Linked DNA regions of Mus musculus: regions 2 and 3 are each linked to region 1. The links are chromatin contacts, called in public Hi-C and HiChIP or PLAC-seq maps. All regions are on one chromosome and are shown on one strand. Each heading gives the region's core, a stretch centred on a gene start, on an enhancer-like site or on the middle of the called end of the contact. The rest is flanking DNA. Distances are from core to core; before and after follow the strand shown.

The links. A called contact is a pair of places that touch in the nucleus more often than the background predicts. HiChIP or PLAC-seq counts read pairs in DNA pulled down with a chosen protein or histone mark.
Region 2: a Hi-C map of cerebral cortex shows a contact between it and region 1, with 3 times the contacts expected there. The contact joins the enhancer-like site here to the promoter of Grin2b in region 1. A contact is called at or near these places in 5 of 39 promoter capture datasets (embryonic stem cells, hippocampal neurons, neural stem cells and 2 more), 6 of 484 Hi-C or Micro-C datasets (cerebral cortex, embryonic stem cells, forebrain and 1 more), 8 of 115 datasets of contacts at active chromatin or transcription factors (SST interneurons, embryonic basal ganglia, embryonic forebrain and 5 more) and 3 of 9 other capture datasets (adipose tissue, embryonic stem cells and liver).
Region 3: an H3K4me3 HiChIP or PLAC-seq map of forebrain shows a contact between it and region 1, with 3 times the contacts expected there. The contact joins the enhancer-like site here to the promoter of Grin2b in region 1. A contact is called at or near these places in 1 of 39 promoter capture datasets (frontonasal cranial neural crest), 1 of 484 Hi-C or Micro-C datasets (cortical neurons), 3 of 115 datasets of contacts at active chromatin or transcription factors (astrocytes, embryonic forebrain and forebrain) and 1 of 9 other capture datasets (liver).

Annotation. Positions count from the first base shown.
Region 1 is chr6:136,171,352-136,176,254 of GRCm38.p6, reverse strand. Grin2b (glutamate receptor, ionotropic, NMDA2B (epsilon 2)) reads left to right here and starts at 2,710. Exons shown (of 15, transcript NM_001363750.1): 1 at 2,710-2,782; 2 at 3,318-3,390; 3 at 4,373-4,839. It overlaps Gm26653 (a long non-coding RNA gene), which reads right to left and starts at 3,227. Exons shown (of 3, transcript XR_378074.4): 1 at 3,146-3,227; 2 at 2,281-2,401; 3 at 545-1,755.
Region 2 is chr6:135,950,878-135,955,780 of GRCm38.p6, reverse strand. All of the region lies in intron 4 of Grin2b (glutamate receptor, ionotropic, NMDA2B (epsilon 2)), which reads left to right. Among named protein-coding and RNA genes, the nearest start is that of Gm14330, 100 kb to the right of the region's middle. Within about 2 kb of position 2,915, at least 3 of the 459 cell types and tissues checked have an H3K27ac peak or open chromatin away from gene starts, as enhancers often do. A contact at or near this core is called in cerebral cortex, where this site is marked.
Region 3 is chr6:136,008,403-136,013,305 of GRCm38.p6, reverse strand. The region is part of intron 4 of Grin2b (glutamate receptor, ionotropic, NMDA2B (epsilon 2)); the gene reads left to right. Among named protein-coding and RNA genes, the nearest start is that of Gm14330, 160 kb to the right of the region's middle. Within about 2 kb of position 2,740, at least 49 of the 459 cell types and tissues checked have an H3K27ac peak or open chromatin away from gene starts, as enhancers often do. A contact at or near this core is called in cortical neurons and forebrain, where this site is marked.

The DNA.
Region 1 (4,903 bases), core at 1,461-3,960:
GTGAGAAGCCCAAATGTGGGTGGGTGGAGCCTGGCTGGGTGGAGATTCCAGTTAGTCAGGACACCAAGCTCAGAGAAGGTTTTCCTGAGCTACGTGAGTGTATGTGGGTTCAAGTGCAGCCTGGGTGACATAGTGAGACTGTTTCAAAATAAAAAGTAGGAATGGGGCTTGGGATATAGCCTAGTGCTGGGGCACTTGCCCAGCATGTGAAGAGCCCTGGGCTCAACTCAGTCCCAAAAGAAAAGGGAAGAAATAAGAGGTGGGTGTCACAAGTCTGAGAATCAGGGAGAGAAGCCCTCGGGTCCAGGGAATGTATGCCGTGGAGGAAGGATAGCACTTCTCATTTAGCTCTGTGCTTCCTAAGATGTCTTAGTCCTGTCATCAGAACAACTAAGCAGGTCAGAAGCCTCAGAAAAACCCAAGAATCACTGAGTCCATGAAAGAGTGGGCAGGGAGGCCTGGGGATGTTACCAAGTACTGTATACTCATGTAAGAAATTCTCAGAAAAAATAATTTCATACAAGGAACTAAGCAGCTGGTTGGGAAGACAGGAAAGACACTGAAGGATACAATTCTCCATTGAGTTTCATGAAATTGCCTTTTTATTATAGGTCAATAATGGTTCCTTTGTGTGATTGAGACTATCATGATTGAATTGCCAATAGTACTGTATGGCATAACGCAGATGGCTCAGGGATGTTTTTTTTTTTTTCTTCTGACTGGTCAGCTCTTTCTCCACCGTGCTGATGTTAATATGTTACATACCGGGATGATCTACGCACGAGATATCTTTCAGTCACTGTGAAAGTCAGCGGAGTGAACCATGCTCTGCATCTCTACACAGAACAGGTAGACTCGGAGAGTGAGATGGCCAGATGCCACCTCTCACTATCAAATCCTTGAAATGCTTACAGAAATCAATTCAGGCTTGGATGATGAAAACGACCTGGAATTAGACTCCCAAAGGAGAGCACCGTGGACTGCGCCACGGGCAGAGGAGATGTGTGTTCCTTCTTTGCTCTCTGCTAGGGAAAGTGGATAGACTGAAATGGAAATGTTAGGTTTGGGCAACAGGAGAAATGAAAACAAATAAGAGTAGTATGCAAGTTTTGGAAAAGGGCATCGGGAGGGAAGGGTGGCCCACGAGGTGAAACGTAAAAGATAGCCATATTTAGAATAGTAGGTTACCAGTCAACCCACAAGGGTGCCTAAGTGGGTGTAGATCTCATTTCAAAAGAAAAAAAGAAAACATTACTGTAAGAGCAAGGGCAGCGTGCTTCACTGTGTCCTGGCTTAGGGCATCTGCCTTTGTTCCAGTCACTAGAACATGCACATGATTGGGTCCAGTCGGCCATTGTGTGCATCCAGCAGAGAGCAGTGACCACATTCCACACTTTCCCAAAGGAGTAGATGCGCAACCTCACTTTGTCTCGGGAAAGAATGGGAATGGTCACAGAGAGGCACACGGTATTGCTTTTGAATACGCGATATTTGTGTTCTCCTCTGTGTGTCGTGAAAACATTAGATGCCAAGAATTAGCCTGACAAAGTTCAGGGAACGGGAAAAAACACTGCTGTGGAGAACCCGCCTGAGGTGTTCCTGGTGCTGACTGGACTAGAGGCCAGTGCGCATTGGCCCGTAGACCGGAGTTCCAGGCTGCTTGGAATGGGACCGATCCCTGTGTGTTCCGGTCACATTCTCCCAGGTTGGTGAGTGAGAAGCCCGTTGTTTTACTGCCATAAAAGTTCACCTCCACTGTAACAGAGACAATGGGTGAGAATAACAAGGATGTATCTACAAGGATATTAATATTGAAGAATAGATAATACTACAAGTGATCACAAGGACTCCCAAAACATAAAACAGCTCAAGAGGGAGAGAAATGGCTGCTATTTTCCGTTTTAGAGAAGCTGGGTTAGTCAGTGCTGTAAAATCATTTCATATGGGAAACATTCGTTTGTCTATCATTTTTGCTTGAGATCTTTAAATAACGCAATCCACTTAAAAAAGAACCCCAAAGTCCTCAAATCTTTCCCAGCAGCCGGAAAATATCACACACACTCACACACACACACATATACACACATACACACATATACACACACACATACACACACATACACACATATACACACACATACACACACACATACACACACACATACACACACACATATACACACATACACACACATACACACATACACACACACACACACACACACACACACACACACACACACACACTGCTGTACAATTCAGCCTTTTAATTACATTTACCTGCTTCCCTATTGTTTAACTGTCAATTTCCTGCACTGAAGACAGATCTCAAGCTCCCTGAAGACAAGAATCCTGTCATCAAGTTGCACTCTGCACCCGGAAAGCAGGTACTAAGCAGAGACTGCTGAATGGAACCAGGGGAGTGGTTTCAGTGTCAGTCTGCAGCATGGCCTTCGGGTTGAGGTGCACAGCCCTGCGCGGTGGTCCAAGGTGGCCACTGTTTCCCCTCTCCCTTAAGCCGCCCCATCTCGCTGCTATTCCTTCTTGCTGCCAGGAGGAGGCACCACGGCCTCGGGTTAAGCTTTTCCCACCCCCTGGCTACCCCACTTCCCCCAGCTCATGACGTGAGAAGCAGCCTCAGCCAAGAGTCTTAGCAGTGGGAGTGAGGGGGTGATGGAGGGGGTTTGGGAGTGGGGAGGGGTGGGGGGTGGAGAGCAAGAGGACGCGCGTGCACACACACCCTGCCTCTTGGGTTTCTCCTCCTGAACCTCCTGTGTGAGAGGTAGGGTGTGTGTGTGTGTGTGTGTGTGTGTGTGTGTGTGTGTGGTGTGCGCGCGCGAGCGCGCGCTTGAGTGGCACGTTCCTGGGTGTGAGACCCAAATCAAGACCAGGACCTTTGATGTCCCCGCCCTCCCCGCGTCGCCGGTGATTAATACCCATTTTTCTTACTCTCCCCCTCCTCCCCTGCTCTTCCTCTCCTGCTGCCGAACGCTTGACTTGCCCCCGCCCGCTTCCCCTCCCCCGGCTCCCATCACCACCAACTGGAATCTGGGCTCTCTTGCCTCTCCACTCCCCCCCCCCCTTTTTGAGAAAGGAAGGTCCTCCCCCACCCCCTTTCCAGCACCACTTCCTTGGGTTCCTTCACCTCTAGGAAATCTCGGGGCTTGGCTCTATGGAGAAGCGCTTCTCGGGTCAAGCTGCCTTTCTATCCCCGGCATCCAGCGGAGCTGGCATCCGAATACATTTCCTTCTGCTCTGCAAAGAGTCGTAGTGAACTTCCCAACCCAGGAGACTGATCCATTTATCCTGCTTTGCAGGAAAGAAAACGTCTCAAACCCTCGACACCCGCCACCCCTCTCCGGAGACTGCCACCTCGGAGGTGCAGAACCGGTACGTAAATGCCCGCTTTGGAGTCTCAATTTTGAGGGTTTGGAGAAATCAGGCAGATAAAGGCTCGAAGCCTTGGCACTGCTAACCAACCTGGTATTGGGTACAGCTTTCCAATCCAGCAGCACCGGGCACTTGCTATTTTGGATGGTTTTTTATTTTTCCTTTTAAACAAAAGGATATTTTTGGGGAGGGGGAAGGGGACAGGACTGCCTTTGGTCTTTCTGAGGTGGTTAATCCCTTCTAGGGGAGAGGCTGGGCAGCGGTGCCAGAGGCGGGAGCCACGCGCTGCGACCCTCCAGTCCAATCCTCTGGCTGCAGGTGCAGCCCGGTGCGCTGCACATCAGCGCGCCGGCGGCGTGAGTGTGCGCGGGGGTGAGTGTGAGTGCGCGCGGGGGCGCGTGCGCGTCGGGGGCGTGTGTACGCGCGTGTCAGTGTGCCCCATCCAAGAAATGCCCAGTGTGCGGCCGGTGCACAATCAGAACCCATTGAGCACGAGCCCGGGGTGGGAGGAGGCTCCGCTGCTGGAGGAGATGAGGAGAGCGAGCCAGACGTGTCAGCAGCATTGCAGATGGGGCTGGGGGCCGCACTCACTGGCGAGTTAAGTGGGGATGGTGTGCGTGCATGCGCGCGCGCGCGCGTGTGTGTGAGTGTGAACTGCTGTGTGGAGCCTCCTCTCCCTGCCTTCCTCCTTGCTTTCCACTTCCCTCTTCCCTCTCTTCCATTCAGGTTGGCTTTTCTCACCTTTCATCCATGCCTGTCCCAGGAACGGCATAGGCAGACCTTTTCGGAATTATTTATAGATTGGTGCCAGCTGTTTTCAATTCCTCTGGTGTGTACTCTGTGGGAAATGCAGGGTTTCCTCCCCCTTTCCTTATAACGACTTGGTATAGAGATATCTATATTTTTTTTTCCGGCATGCATTTTGCTAACCCTCCGGGAGACACTCGAATCAAACCCTGACCTCCTCGTTTTTTCCCCTTAGGAAGGGGACGCTTTGGGAATGACCACGCTCCACGGAGGGACAGAGCCTGCCCCCAGCTTCTCCACACAGAGACTCCTCTACTAAAGCTCCAAAAAATTAAAAAGAAAAAGAGAAAAGAAAAAAGAAAAGAGAACCCAACCCTTAATTGCCGGAGACTCCTTAAATCTATATATTCGGGCTACTAACCTCACATGCACATGGAATAATGGCTCTGGATTCTGCATTGTGAGCCGCTCTCCACACCCTGAGATTCCCTTTCACATTACATTTTTTCCTTTGAATTTACATCTCTTCAAGACACAAGATTAAAACCAAATTCACACTCCACTGGATTTTAAATGTTCTTCTGTCCCTTTATCCTCCGTCTTTCTTATGTGGATATGCAAGCGAGAAGAGGACTCTGGATATTCCCAACATGCGCTCTCCCTTAATCTGTCCGCCTAGAGCTTTGGCTTCTACAAACCAAGGTAGGGCACATTCTATTTTATTCTTTTTCCTCACCTGGGGTGGGGATTTCTTGTTTTAAATCTG
Region 2 (4,903 bases), core at 1,666-4,165, 220 kb after region 1:
AAGACCAAGCTAACAACTGGCTGAGCTGTCGGTAGCTGGGCGGGCAGTATGGCCCCAGCTCCAGCGTCTGCAATTGGGCACATGTGCACCCTTAAAGTATGTCTACTCCAAATTGAGATGCATTATATGTGCAAAGTACACACCAATAATTTAATTCAAGAAACATGAGTTAGCTCATTATTAATTTATACAGTGATTTTGCATTGGAACGTTTTTATACATTTAGTTAGCATTCATCTACAGAGCCTTAGCGTATTCATTTTTGTTTGTTTGCAATGTACCTATGAGACAACTTTATTACAAAAACGGTCCATATTATATTTTTCTTCATGAACATCAAGACTGCTGTTTAACAAAAACTTAAAGCAAAGGGAAATGTTGAGTTTTAGTAAAATCTATAAAACTTCAAATGAACAAAGACAGACCTATGGTAAGGTGAGTTGAATTGGACCTATTGGAAAAGAGGCTATTGGAAGGACCTTGGGAAAGTGGAAACTGGAAACTGGAAAGGTCAGAATCATTTGAGTGATTTAGAATGGAGTTAATTTCCCCATGAACTTAAAGGAAAATATTTGGTCAAAAGTGAGGGAATTTCTCAGACACCTCAGAACACTGATCCTCGGCCAAATTATAAATCCATCAGTACATGATCAAATTAGGGGCAGGGTTCCTTCAAACGATGACTTCTAGGTGATTCTATAAGAGAAGGACTGGGAAGACGGGAAGCAATACTTCCAGTCAAATAAAATAGGATCCTGTGAGATGTCAGAGAAGCCGCTGACTCGGATTAGGCATCCTACTAATCCAGGATGATCTGGAGTTCAGCTGCTAAGCACCTATATGCTCATGCTGACGTCAGTTCATGAAGCACAACCAGACTCTGTATCCCCAAGTTCTACATCAACAGAGTCAAGCGAATATGGACCCGAAGTATTTATGAAACATTTGAGTCTGGACAGTTTTTTCACTACCATTAGTCCTTACCCAGCTATTAGCATTAGCATTTACATTATACTAGGAGTTATGCATAGAGATGACTTAAAGTCTACTTGCTGGAGGATGCCATATGTCATATGCTAATCCTGTGCTGTCATTTTATATCAGGGACTGGAGGGAGCAGTCTCGGAGTTTGGTATCCACTGAGGAGGTTGTTGAGCCTGATCCCCCAAGGACAAAGAGGGACATCTGTACTTCTATACCAGTTAGTAATGGACAATTAGTCCTTCTAATTTTCTCATAAGTCAGGACCTAGCAGGAGCATGCTCCACTTCTGAATAAGGCTGACTATTAAAGGCATTGTGCCAGCTATGTTTTGAATATTACCTATGCTTATGGGGACACTCTTGGCATACAACTTCTCTAGTGTTATGCAATTTATATCATCCTGAGATCTGACTGAAGAAAGGTATATCCTGTGGACTCCTGTGCAGAGAGAGTAATATGATCTTTAAAAGAGTTAATTCAGAGGCTGGGAAGATGGTTCAGAGGCTAAAGTGCTTGCCACAGAAGCATGAGGACCCAGCACCCACACCAATACTGGGTAGTCATGGCAACCAACCTGTCATTCTAGTCATGGAACGTAGAGACTGGGATTCCCAGAACAAGATAGCTAGCAAGACTGCTGGGAAGTGGGTTTGACTGAGAAGGCCTGCCTCAGTGAACAGGTGGAAAGGTGTTGAAGATGATGTCTGATGTCAATCTTGGGTCTCTACATTCAGATATGCATCTGTATGTGACTTCACATGTACATGTGCTCACACACATACAAAAGCAAGCCTGCACACACAGAGACAGACAGACAGACAGACAGACAGGAAAATGGGAACAGGATAAAAATAATACAAAAAAAATCTACTTGGAGTAGAAACTGAGAACTCAGAGGACTTCAAAGAGGTAAATGTTCTGTCTGAAATGAAGAAGAAATACATGAACAAGATAAAAATAAATGTATCTGCTGATGCGAAGACACAACTCTCAGTTTGAAGGGGGTAAGGGACAATTTATCCGGAAGCCACATATGAGTGACCACGGCCCAGGGATACAGATTTAGGTTACCCTAAATTACGTGTTCCAATGTGGAAGCAGTTTCACGATGTTTTTATAGTAACAGAGCAAGAAAAGTCATAAATCAAACACAGGTGGAGATTTTTTTTTTTTTTTTTAGGCAGGTGGGTTAGGTAAAGCAGGAAAGTTACAGCTATAGGCCTCAGATGTTATCTGATGACATTTTAAGCTTTTTGTTTGGTTGAAAACTAAGTCTGTGTTTGTATATTCCAAATAATTTAAATAATTAGGTAAGGTAGAGAAGGAGGGCAATCAATGGCTATTATGGAGGCTAAAAATGCTCCCAAGATAATTTGGCTCTGGACTTGCATCATCCCAACCTCTCTCAATCACTAGAATTCTAATCCAACATTCAGATTTGCAGAAAGGTCAGCGGAAACTGCAGTTTCTTTCCAGAAACTTCTGTTCACATCTCTAATGTTCAAAAATAGGAGGACCCTGGAGGAAGAATGTGACAGGAAAGAGTAGTGTGTCCACAGTGCTGGGGAAGGTCACTCGATCTGCAACACTGGGCCTCCCTGATGTGTTCAAGTCTGTGAAGTTCCTACACTCACAGAGTGGATGGTATGGCCGGGAGTTCCTCTGTGCTAGAACAAGTCAAAAAGCTTGACCTTAGATTTTAATTGGTGTGGGCTGAACAGTAGCAATCAGGCTTGAGAGCTCATAGAGATAACCAGAAGGAAGACACGGGAATTGTGGCAAAGGTAATCCAGGGAGACAGTTTGGTTGTGACGCCCTTAAAGTTGCTGTTTGGATTTGAGTCAACAAAGCTTCCATAGAACAGGGGCACCACCTACACGTGGGCTTCAAAGAAGCACAGAGCACCCAAAATACCTGATGTACATTTGGGACATCTGCGTTCTTCAGGGAAGGGGGACAAGGAAGAAAGCCTCCGGCTGGCTGGCACTGCCTGTGTAGGGCCTTGAGTGGTCCACAGTCCTCTTACCTCGGCCTCCTGATGGCTGAGGTTTCAGGCATGAACCTCTGTGCTGACATCGTTTCTGGCTTTGAGCCTTTCTGCCCAGCCATTCCTGATTTTACAGCTACTTCTGAGGCCTATCTCCTCCCGAGCTCCCGTTGTACAATGGGGTTCTGTGTCCACCAGTACACTAGGAGACATGATCTTTACATTTTCCTTTTTATAACTGTTTTTATAATATATTTTAATTTTTGGCAGCTTCATACATGTCTACAATGATCTTGATCTTACCCATCCCAACTCTCTTGCTTTCTCTGAGACACCCCTCCCTTGTATTTCTATGTCTTCTTCTCCCTCACTCCTTAAGTCCAATTAGTGAAGTCCACAAGAACGTTAGCTGATCTTGGATGGGTCTTGAGTAGGTAACCGTAGCTGCTGTGAGTTCATGACTGCAGCAGACATGTGTATCCAGAAGACATCAATTCATAGCGCTGCTCCAAACACAAACCCTCTGGCTCCTACATTCTCTCTGCTCTCTTTTTGACAGGGTGACCTAAGCTTTCAGGAGGGAGTTGATGTACAAGTGCCCTTCAAGGCTGAAGGCTCACACTCACACACAGCACTTGACCAGTCGTGAGTCTCTGTTTAACTGCTGGTCACCACATGGAGAAGGTTCTCTGGCCCAAGCAGCAACTCTCTTTAAATCTTCCTCCTGCCTTCTTTCCTTTACCCATCTTGACTTGGCTTCACTGTGGATCCCTAGTACAACTGAGGTGGGCTGACATTGACATGGATAAGGAGAGTCAACGGAGGGTATCAGTTACGTTTGAGCGGTCCAGATGTGGACCAGAGCTTGCCATGTGACCAGTCGTCTGAAAGAAGAGTTCTCCAGGAAGCCTACAGGAAGAAGGCTGTGAGTCACTGCTGTGCTGGCTCCCACTGCTGACTCTGCTTTCTCTGAGCTGTCCTTCCATTTTCAGAACTGAAAGGGGGCATTCCAAAGGTGCCTTGGCCCAACGCATCCATACTCAGAAGCTCTTCTTGCTTGGGATCAGGACAGAGACAGGGCCACCAGGTTAATGGAAGAGGGCTCCAGATCATCTTGGCATTGGTGCCATGCACCTCTGGGACTCCCGTTAGCATGCTCTTGTTCCCCCTGGACTATTATTATCCCTCCGTTGCCCACAACATCTCTCATTCCACAGCATGGCACTGTGGTCAGGACCACACTTAAGGACATAAGGGTAATCATTTATGATTAATTGAATACGTTGATTTTAACGGTTGGGGGACTCCTTTTTTTTTAATGTGTCCTCTCTTTCTTCGCTTGGCATTGACGATCATTTTAAAGCTCAGTCTCTCTTCCCTGCAGCTTCATTTTGTTCTCTCGGAGCAGACTATAGTCTTCTCGGTTTTCGTCTGCCCTCATTCCTAGTGATTCCTGCTCAAAACCTTCACAGATTTTCACCTTTATTTTCTAGCTTATGCCTTCCCTTCCCTCAGAATACACATGAGATGACCCAGCACTTGTATGGAGGAGTATGAGGTAGTACTAACTTAAGTATCTTCTCAGCTATTTTAGAGAATGTCACATTTCTTTGCTTGTTAAAACCAGTCTCTACCACAGAGTTGCTACTGCAAAACAGACATACTGTTCTGTGAACAAATGTAATTGTCACCAATGACACAAAAACGTTCAACCTCACTTTAAACAAATAGATTGAAAGTAAAACAGTAGCTCATGGTTTAGCCATCCAAACTAATAAAGTAATTAAAGAGCACATGCGTATAATATATGTCTCCTTTTGAGACAGGACGTCATGCAGACCAGGCTAGCCTCAGACTCACTATGTACCCAAGGATGACATTAAACTCATGCAGACCAGGCTAGCCTCAGACTCACTATGTACCCAAGGATGA
Region 3 (4,903 bases), core at 1,491-3,990, 160 kb after region 1:
ATCAGTGACAACTGACCAGTTGGCTAGGTGACATGACCCTGTAAATCCTTGAAGGGGTGATAGGAGAGAACGAAGATATGATTGGGGGACTAGGGGGTGGAAAAGAGACAGACAGCAGGAGGCCAAGGCCAAAAGGTTGGCACTATAATCACAAGAAACCATTTAAGTAATGTGCAGAAACAATGCAGGATAATTCTATTATTCCTTAAGTGCAGGTTAATTCAACAGTGAAGCAGAAAGAAAAACTGGAGAAGTGAGGAAGGGAGATTGGAGCTTAGTGAGAATAGGAATCCGATGGAGCTGGAAATTGCTCAGAAACGGGGAATTTCAGCTAGAAGTTCTCTCTTCCGTGACTGAGGCAGCCATGGGCATCTCAGCAGTCACTCAGAAGGGTCCAAATTGGATTTATTGCTAACTTCTTCCCCGTAGGTGGTTTGGAGGTCTCTCTGGTCGTGTTCATAGCTTTAGAGCCAAAGCTTTGCTATGTAGCCCTGGCTGGCCTGGAACTTGCCATACTGACTAGGCTGGCCTGGAACTCACAGAGACCCATCTGATTCTGCCGCCCCAGCGCTGATCATGGAGGCTTGCAGTGCCTGAGCAAACCCTGGATCCTGACTTTGTTGCTCCTTTGCTACTTTTCTTACCTAAGCATTCATCTGTCCCGTTTATCTAATGTGTCCCTCTGCTATGGAGACGTTTCCTCATTTAATTTTACTGAAAGGAAAGTAGTTTCCCCTTTCCTCTTAGTTGCCCCTCCTGAACCATCACATCTCTGGTTGACTCAGGCACCGGCCTGGAGATGACAGTATTACAGTTCAGGAATACATAGCATGATGTTTTTCCTTAACCAAAAGCTTGATCCTGTTTATTAGAAAGGCAGTGGGCCACAGTAGCTCCAGGAGAGGCTAGCCTGCAAATAAATACACATGCTCCATGCAGACACTATCTGGGCTTTGCAGAGGTCTTCAGCACTCCTTGGAATTGTCACCTTCTGGCCACTCTGCCAACACCATGCTTCTGTGGAGGCAATTTGAGGCCCCACTGAGAAGTGGGTAGAGATTCAATGCAGTGCTTTGAGCATCAAACTGGATTTAGTAGTTCCTACCAGTTTTGACTTCGGATATTACATAACCTTTGTGAGCACTGGGTTCCGCACTGTCCAATCAGATGGATAATGCCAGTCTTGCCAGTGAAACAAATGCCCGGGCGCCTAGCACATTGCTTGACGAGATGGAAGCCCTTCTTGTTGCCAGGCACTTGGCCCCATGCAATAGATGGTTCATTCAACCTTCTCAATGGTCGCACGGAGGAGAGCCGGAGCCGGATGGAAGAAGTTAAGGGTTTGGGACAAGACTTAATAAAAGGTCTGGCCTAGGGGACAGGGAGAGGCTCAGAAAAGGGGGCTCACAGTGAGAAAGGCCCGATTTCATTTGTCATGGGACCCAGGGAAGCTTGCCATGTGTTCTCTGTCATTTGCCTTGGGTCTTGGCCGTGAGAGAGACATGGTAGGCTTCTGGGCAGTGTTGGTGGGGTGGGTACTCAGTGGATGCTCATGTAGAGCAGAAAAGAGGAAGTAGCTGGTCAGCTACAGCAGCTGGGGATATGAAGATAGAGCAAGGGGTGTAATGTAAGTTGATGTACAAGAAAGGAGATGATGAACGTGGCCTGGGGGAAAAGCGGAGCTCTTCTGGGTTCATTACTGGTGTCCAGCTACAAGGAAAATGGACTCTCCATCCCAGTGTCATCTCCATCCCAAGCTCATCTCAGAGCTTGTCCAGTTGCCTGGATACCTGTGACACACACCACTCCCTCCTTTGACACCGAGTGGCTGTGTGGCATGACCAACTCGATGCTGTCTGGCTTGATCCCACACGGCCCAGTCACATGGCACCCTCAGCTCCCACAGGAGATCCTGGGCCCCACCAGAGGAGTAAGAGGATGTGATGGGGTAGGTAAGGGAAGAGGAACTTTTGTTGTTAACAGCAGAAGATCAAAAGGGCTGCAGTAGGCAAGGAGTCGAGGGCCTTTTTGCCAGGTAAAGCAAAATGTCGAACACTAAGTGTGTAATTTGAGTAATTAATGTTCCAGATGGAAGAACAGTTTTATATGCTAATTCATATTTTCCAAAGGTCCAGAGCCACTCTGAAAACTCTTTTCCAAATTGCTGTCATCGCTGCCTACATCTGAAAGCATCCCACACGGTGAAGCTCACAGAGGCATGGTTTCAGGGTGGCTTTTAATTTCTTGTTTTAAACATGTGAAATGTGCCTCTCCCTCCCCCCCAATAGCCCAGAACTGTGTAGGCATACAGGCCCCATAGGCCAGTGTGCCATGTATAGGTTACAGGTGCAGCCACACCATTGCCTAGCTTAGCCCTCTGTGGTCTCAGTATCTTTGCCTTTAGGAGACTACCGTGTCCTGTGGCTCACTGAACAAGGCCTCAGAGTGATGTACAGGTTTGACTTTGGGCTGTAGTTCTGAGCATCGCCCAGATGCCTGAGGAATGTCTAGCTTAGCATCCAACTGTCATTAGGGGGATTTTTCTTAAGGTAGAGGTTAGCTATAGACACATACCGAGTCTCCAGCCTGCCCAGATCAGAGAAGGAAGATCCAGAGTAGAGCCCTTGGCTCCACTCTTGAAATCTCTCTTGAAATCCAGCCAGGCCAGGACAGCGTCTCTTTCTGGACCTTTGCAGGCTCCAGGCCTTTCTTTCGGAATTTTTTTAAAAAGCCCCCTACATCTGTTTCTTTCTTTTTCATAGTTAAACTATTTAACTCAGTGTTTAAAGCCCTGCCTGGCTGCCTTGTGGCGATTCAGGGTTGCCATGGCAATGTGGCCGGGTTCTCCAAATTAGGACACATTGCAGCTGCTTTTCCTTCCTTCCTTTTTTTTTCTGATGTGGTCTCTCCATCTCTGTCTCTGTTTCTGTTTCTCTGTGTCTATCTCATTCTCTGTCTCTCTCTCTCTCTGCATGTCTCTCAGTCTCTCTATTTCTGTCTGTATCTCTGTCTCTCTCGGAATGTCTCTCTGCCCCTTTCTGTCTCTCTCTGTCTCTGTCTCTCTCTGTGTCTGTCTCTGTCTCACACTTTGTCTCTGTCTGTCTCTCTGTGTCTCTGCGTCTCTCTCTCTCCCTCCCTCCCTCCTCTCTTGCTTCCTTAAGCCCTTGCCTGCTTTTCTCCCCCAGAATGCTAATTTAAGTACCTGTAGTCAGAGCTGGGTGGGTCTTTATACTTCCTCAATGCTCTGCCTACATGCATCCTCCAACCCCGTCCCTGGCAGTCTGTGCCCATGGAGGTTCTTGAGACCATCAGAGTCCTCTTTTGCTGTCTTTGCACCTAATATCTGTTTGGTTTGGGTGACACTAAGGAATTTCTGTTTTACCAAAAAGCCTTTTGTGAGAGGAATGTGGCGAGGAAGATGCTCTGCTGTTTAGACTTCCAATGTCCTCAAATCTTTCCAGCAGGCTCACAGCTACTTTAGGAGACACTAGGGCGATAAACGGACTCAGCGTGAATGGGGGTGCAAACATCTTTCCCACACAAGGCATTTCAGGGTCTGTTTTAATTATTTTTCTCAATGCTGTGACAAAATTCCTTAAAAACAACTTAGGAAACAAGGTTTGCCTTACCTCAGAGTTTGAAGGCATAGCTGATTGTGATGTGGAACTCATGGTAGCAGGGTTATGAGGTGGCGGCCATGTTTTATCTGTGGTCAGGAAGCAGAAAGAGCTGAATGCTGGTACCCAGCTTGCATCTCCTTATTTGGCCAGGACTCTCACTTGGGAAAGGTGCTGCCCACTTTCAGGATATGTCTCTTCTGCTCCATTACATGTTTCTGAGAACAGCCTCATAGATACAGATGTGTGCTTCCAAACAGATGCGTGATTCTAAATCGTGCCAGCTTGACAATGAAATTCACAGGGTCCCAGGACACTACATACTCTCAGAAAGTTTGGTATTATAAAAGTGTGATGGTTAGGGTCAACTGCCAACTTCACTTCAGGGATTTTCTTTAATGTGTTTATTGATATGAGAAGCTCCATGCTAATTGTGGCTGGCATCAATCCCTGTTCAAGGCATCCCGAGCTATCTAAATGACCTAAGAACTTAGCAGCAGCATGCGTACAGTGCTCTGTTTCTCGGCTGTGTGGCCAGCTCCTTACCTACACTTTCCCATTATGGCAGACTGTACCTTGAACTGTGAACCAGAATAAACCCTTCCTCCTTAAAGTTGCTTTTGTACCTTATCACTGCAACAGGAAGAGGAACAGAGAACAACAGAGGCTGTCAGTGTTCAAAAGGTAGGAGGGAGGAGGTGGGCACAGAGAAAGGTGGGAGAAAAGAATGAGGGCAGGCTGGACAATGGTGGCCTTTCTTTCCCTCGGGGTACTTCTGTTTCACAGTAGGCTACCTGAGACCCTAAAGTTATAGACTGGATGAGAATGGAGAGAGAAAGAGGATGGAGAGAACAAGGTAGACCATGCATCCCTTTCTGCTTCTTTATTATTACATTAAGGCCAATTAGAAAAGACTCTTTTGATAAATGTTCAGAGGAATGAATGAGCTCAGGCATGCTTTGAAATCTCTCTCTCTCTCTCTTTCACATACACACACACACATACACACACACATATACACACACACACACACACACACAGAGAGGAGAACTAGGTCATTATTACTAAGTACCTGGGACAGTCATTTTGGAAAATAACTTGGTCACCAGAATTTTTTTATTGAAGCAAGCAATTTGATTTATGAGATGGGATAGGGATCAATTTTGAAGGAAGTAATCATGGGTCTTACCCATTAGGGCGTTTAGTAGCCGTTCCTGAAACCATTGGCTAAAAAGCGCTGTTTAGCAATTTGGGCCTTCCCCTCTCTATGCCCTGATTATCACCTT